2 separate regions of the Mus musculus genome follow, and region 2 is linked to region 1. The links are chromatin contacts, called in public Hi-C maps. All regions are on one chromosome and are shown on one strand. Each heading gives the region's core, a stretch centred on a gene start, on an enhancer-like site or on the middle of the called end of the contact. The rest is flanking DNA. Distances are from core to core; before and after follow the strand shown. Region 1 has its middle 76 kb from the start of Gm35280. Region 2 has its middle 50 kb from the start of Cul1.

Evidence for each region. A called contact is a pair of places that touch in the nucleus more often than the background predicts.
Region 2: a Hi-C map of muscle stem cells shows a contact between it and region 1, with 1.8 times the contacts expected there. The contact joins two enhancer-like sites. A contact is called at or near these places in 1 of 15 datasets of contacts at CTCF or cohesin (the NIH/3T3 cell line), 9 of 484 Hi-C or Micro-C datasets (B cells, the C2C12 cell line, CD8 T cells and 6 more) and 3 of 115 datasets of contacts at active chromatin or transcription factors (bone marrow-derived macrophages, embryonic stem cells and trophoblast stem cells).

What each region holds. Positions count from the first base shown.
Region 1 is chr6:47,331,538-47,334,482 of GRCm38.p6, reverse strand. No RefSeq gene overlaps it. Among named protein-coding and RNA genes, the nearest start is that of Gm35280, 76 kb to the right of the region's middle. Within about 2 kb of position 1,367, at least 41 of the 459 cell types and tissues checked have an H3K27ac peak or open chromatin away from gene starts, as enhancers often do. A contact at or near this core is called in muscle stem cells, where this site is marked.
Region 2 is chr6:47,402,990-47,405,711 of GRCm38.p6, reverse strand. No RefSeq gene overlaps it. Among named protein-coding and RNA genes, the nearest start is that of Cul1, 50 kb to the left of the region's middle. Within about 2 kb of position 1,406, at least 31 of the 459 cell types and tissues checked have an H3K27ac peak or open chromatin away from gene starts, as enhancers often do. A contact at or near this core is called in muscle stem cells, where this site is marked.

The DNA.
Region 1 (2,945 bases), core at 118-2,617:
AACCACATGGTGGCTCACAACCATCTCATAGTGAGATCTGATGCCCTCCTCTGGTGTGTCTGAAGACAGCTAGGGTGTACTTACATGTACTAATAAATAAATCTTAAAAAAAAAAAAGAGAGAGGCTTTATCAACTCCATGTAGGCTTCATGGGCTACAAAATTTCTGGGTACTGCCCTTCCTCCTACCTTATTATCCAAGCATCTCTCCATATGGATGATTTAAAAAGAATGGCATTGAGTCTGGTATTCCTTTTTACTTTTCCCAGGAAAATAAGTGTAAGTCCACAACTGAATCAGGTGTCTGTGTTGCTCAGAGTGCTCACCCAGGCCTTGTGAGTTAGTGTGGGGAGTTAGGAGAGGTTATGGTGCAGAAATAGGGAATGCATCTCTAGGGAAGGAGCTTGCTCTTACGTTGTAAATGAAAAAGAAAAGCCAAGGTTCCTTTTTTTCCTACCTCTAGGAAAATTTAAAATTGCACCAGACCATACACCAAGCAGGTTTTCAAATATGACTATAGAATCAACTCTGGACTTACAGCTTAGGGAACTTTCTCAGACCTACAACCTATTTTTTTTTCACTCTCTTTACGTTTTTGGTTAATATTTTCAATTAGCAGCCAAATCCATTATGATATTTTCATACACATGTATTAACGTACTTTGCTCATATGTCTCCCTCCCCCATCACCCACCCCCCCTTTGCTGTTTCTTATTGGCCACTTTAGTCCCTTCATAGTCTCTCTTCTGCTTTCAGAGTTCACTAGCCAAGAAACCCTGTGCTACACCCACCCCCACATGCCCTATTTGTAAGAGAAAAAGTGACTGGTCTAAAAAGTATAGACTGCTTCATAAGTTTGTGTATCATCTTTGTGTCTCTATTGTTCTGAGTTTAGTATATGTGAAAACAGAAGTGAGGAGTACAAACCCTTCAAGCTGAAATAAAATCACGTTACATGTTTTATATCTTGCTCTTTGGAGAATATAATGCAAACCTTGATTTTTCATATATTTCTATCTGTGGAGGGAAACATCAGGCTAGGGCTGACAAGTCCAGTGCTCCATACACCATGGAAGGTGTTGGAGGATTCTCTTCTCCGTGTTCCATATTCAGAGAGCAAGGAAAGATAGCAGTGCTCTGCCTCGCTGTCCATGAGATGAGAACACAGAGAGAGCTGTGAGGACAATGCAGTGAAGCCTGGCACTGCCTGGCCCCTTCTCCTGGCGAGCAAGTGGACTGCAAGCTGCTATTATTATTTGATGTTGGTGTGAGCTTGAAAGAGCCCAAGCGGCTGCTGAGGGATCAGGCAGACCTTGTCAGGGGAAGCCATGTATAAATAGCTGAAAGCTGTTTGCTGAGCAGTGAGTCATCAGGATCCTCAGGTTCCTTGGACCAGCTAGCCCTGAAGTGAAAGCAAATCCCACTGTGGTGTGTGTGTATGGGGGGTGGGGGTGGGGGTGGGGCTGCTGACACGATGCTTGAGAACAACTATGAAGGACAATGCGACCTGGTTCTGAGGATGCTGTCACTAACCCAGAATGTTCTGGGCTCTGTCTGAAGATACAAAATTCCAGTTCAAATGATCAGTATCATGGATGGAGTTGTCACAGGCCTTCTGGGCTCCTGTACTGGTCCAGCAGGTTCTGTCTGTCCATTCCCAGATTCTAAGAACCTGATCCTCTGAACCAAGACGGTCGAGTTAGTAGCAGGGCTTAAAACTCTTTGGTGCCTGCTCCCTCATAGAATCTTCTAGGAGTTATTTGTAACACTTAATGGACAAAAGATCAGGATCCAAAATATGTGAAGGTAATTCCTACAGATGGATAAGAAAAAGACAAGTCAGTGGAAAAAAATCAGTAGAAAAGGAAGCATAGGAAAAATGTGGAAAAGGACATAAAAGAGCATTTCATAAAAAGATAAGCAGCCAGTAAACTTAGAAAAATACTTAATAGCAAACAAAGAACTAGAAATTGAGAAACCACTAGCGGCTATCAGTTTATATTCATTTAATTGGCAGAAGTAAACACCGCACAGTGTGGCTGAGGCTATGGTGTAGAGAGAATTTTCACACGATGCTGTAAGCAAAAGAAACTGGTCCAAGTTCATCAGAGACCAATTTATCATCCTTTGGCAAAGCTGAACGGTTCTGAAGTTCAGTAATGATGCTAGAAGGAATAGAAGGAAGTGTGTACAACATCGTTATTTACAAATAGTAAAAATTCAGGCATCAGCAGCAGATTAGGCAATATAAATTTCAGCCTTCTCCTAAAACAAAATACATGCAGTGAATCTGGAGAATGCAGTGCCACATGTCAATGTTGATGGATTTTGATGAATAAAGTTAGGAAAGAATGCATTTAGTGTGATCTTAGTCATACAAGATGGAACCACAAGCTAAAACCAACAATATCCTGCTCAAAGATATGGGGTAGTACGGAGCAGAAAATAAGAAATTAAATAACTTGAAAATTAGGATAAAAGCTTCCTATGGTGATTAATTGTCAACTTGACAGAGTCTGGACAGGGAGGATTAACCGAGTGGACCCTTCCCCAGAGTGACAGAACCTTCCAGTATGTTCCAGATATAAGGAGCTCTGAGGAAAAAATAATGCTTCCCATTTGTCTGAATATGCTTCTTGCCTATAACTGTCTGTTGCCATCAGCACCATCAGACTTCAACTTCCTCTGCCTTTCAATGTGGACTGAAGGCTGGAGACTCTCTGGAAATCTTCTCAGCCTTCAGTGCAAACTGGGACTGCAGAGGCATCCAGCTTCATGGACCGAGAAGCTGATGAGTATTTAATCTCTCTAATATGTAGATGACTCTTGTTGGACTACCAAGCCTCTATTGTATAAGCCATTCTAGTAAATTCTCTCTTATCATGTATATGATAATATATATACTTATACATACACACATATATGAAAACATACATGCATTACCAG
Region 2 (2,722 bases), core at 157-2,656, 71 kb before region 1:
GCTCCATATTCACGGAGAGATGGTATATCAAAAAGTAAGGGAGAAAGTGATACAAGAAAGCACCTGACGTTGACCTCTGACATCTACCCCTCTGAAGATGTACATATGAATATTCTACCACACCCCTTCACACAAATAAAGAATCATATATATTCAAGTACTGCTGCTGATCAAATCCTCGAGGAGATCTGGAAGAAGGAGCAGAGAGAAAGGAATAACAAAACGAGTGTTCTTTGGGAAAGCGATGGAATTCAGGGCACAGAGGAAGGAGCTTGAGGAAGGACGTATCTATCCACTGAGAGTGGATAAGGGCTTTGTTTAGGTTTGATGGTGAGAATCTGTGGATTTCTCATCAAAGGGACTTCACCTCAAGGGAGAGGTTGTGGAGCAGAGTTTGGAGAGGGAGAATGAGTTTGTGAAGTAACCAGAGAGGGTAGTTTGAGAGCCAGTATAGAGAAGTCATGGCAGGCTGGCAGCACCAAGTGTCCAAGCAAAGGTCAGCGATGGCCGTGCCGGAACATCAGTCTGTGAGGCTGTCCTTTGATCCCAAGCAGAGCTTCCAGCCTAGGTGGACAAAGAGATCAGAAACCCTGGCTTGATCCCAACTCAGAACTCAAAAAGTGCCTGGGACAGTGGACAGTAGAGACAACAGAACGAGAGAGTTGAGGGTCTGCAAGGGATGAGGTAAAAGGGTGGGCCATGGATCTCTGCTGGATGGGGAGAGTCAGGGCAGATTCACTCAGCCTCTCTCTCCCATGGCCTCTTTCATTCTAGGCAGACTGCCCTGGGCTTTGTGTTTTCTCTGGCTAGATTCTGATTAACATCCTTTCCAGTTCTCAAATTTCATGGTTCAATTTGGCAAAAGTTTCATACTCTCAGGATATAAGTGAGGGATCTTGCCAAACTTCTTCTAGTCACTAGGACAAAACAACCTTCATTCTGCTGAGGAAGCAAATTCCATTGATCTTCCCAGACCATTGATGAAATTCTTTAATTTTCTCACAGCCGTATGCAAAATGTTCAGTGCTCTGCCCAGAAATCAAAAATAAACTTGTAGCTGTCAGTAATCCAACCCTGCTGGAAGTTTCCCAATCGGAACTTGGTTCAGTTTAACTCAAAACCAAATTATATTACCGAGTGCCTGCTTTCCATAAGTTACTGTGGTGGCAGATGTAGGAGATGCAGAGACGAGAGAACGACCATCTCTGTTCTCTTCAAGTTTAGCGAGAAGGAGACTAGTGGTGCAGAAATCTTTGTGTTCACGCCAGGTAAGAAAGAGTAATTTCAGCTTCACACGCATTTTGCAGGCTGCATTTCCGCTAGCAGTGGCGGGAGCAGCTGGCCGGCAAACTAAGGCTTTGTGGAGGGAGCAAATATGGTGGGAATCTGAGCTTTGGGAGCCACTACCGTGACTGTGGGCAAGAACAGCAAGATGCTGCTGCATTGATTGCCGGATGAGATGTATCCTGCAAAGATGGCCAGATCTTCATCGGGACCTTCAAAGCTTTTGACAAACATATGAATTCGATCCTCTGTAACTATGATGAGTTCAGGAATATCAAACCAAAGAACTCCAAACAAGCAGAGAGGGAATAGAAGTGAACCCTGGGTCTGGTGTTGCTTCAAGGGTAGAACCTGGTCACTGTGACCCCAGATGGACCTCTTCCCACACATACTGGCCTCGCCTGAGTGCCACTTGCTAGGGGCCACGTATCTGCAGGGCTGCTAGCAGAGGAATGTCAGCTGGTGTTCCTGTAACCCAGGCTCCGGCAGGATTTGCTGGGCTACTCTCTGAGGTTGGAGGACCATCCCAAGCAGTTGGTGACCCCATAAGAAAGAGGCACCGTAGGATTGTGGGTCCCATGTCTGCTCCACCACAGGGCAAGGCTGCTTGTAGAGGCAGAATTTCGGAGTTGTCTGGTTCGGGGTCCCTAGGCCTGTGATGAGGCTGAGGCTGTGGGGTTCCCAGGCTCTTGGACACTCAGATGCCACTGGATGTTTCAGAAGAGCTGAGAATGGAATCTGGGCCCACTGGCTGGATCTAGTCTGGGGCCAAGGGAAAAGGGGAAATCTGGCTAGTCCTGTGGGGAGAATCCTCGGCTTGATGGCTGCAGGCATGGGCTTGGTGGTGGTCATGGCTGGTAGCACAGAGAGGCCTTCTAATGAGAGTCCAGACAGCAGCTATATAGGTGAAGGCCTTCTCCATGGCTCCCCACGGGGGAATCTCAATGAAAAGAGGTAGCCTATGGTTTTAAGGCATTTATTGTCATGGTGGAAAGTGGATGTGTAAAACCATGCCCCAATTTTCAGGGTGGGCCTGATATTAAATACCTTTTTCAGGGAGGAATGTCTGGGAAGGAAAGCTTACTGGGTAAGCCCTCCAGGCCTTTACGTATCTCATTAAAATGGAGGTCTGTCTTGAGCCTACATAAGCACAGGTTATGTCCTTTCCTACCTATTGTGGGGAGTGGGGGGACTTGGGGCATTGCCCTTATGAGATTGATGGCAACAAATCTATGGGGGGCTATGGCTAGTGACAGGGGCCTGGTACTTGGGAATAGGCAAAGCTCCTATTGTCCCATCATGGTCTCCGAGACTTCTAGCCTTAGCTCACTCAACTGGGAACCAGGCTACCTTTCATGGTCCCACAAGGCACTGTTGCAGTTGCTGCAGCCAGCTGCAATCACAGCCAGTATTGCATGAGTCTGAATTCAGTACCCAC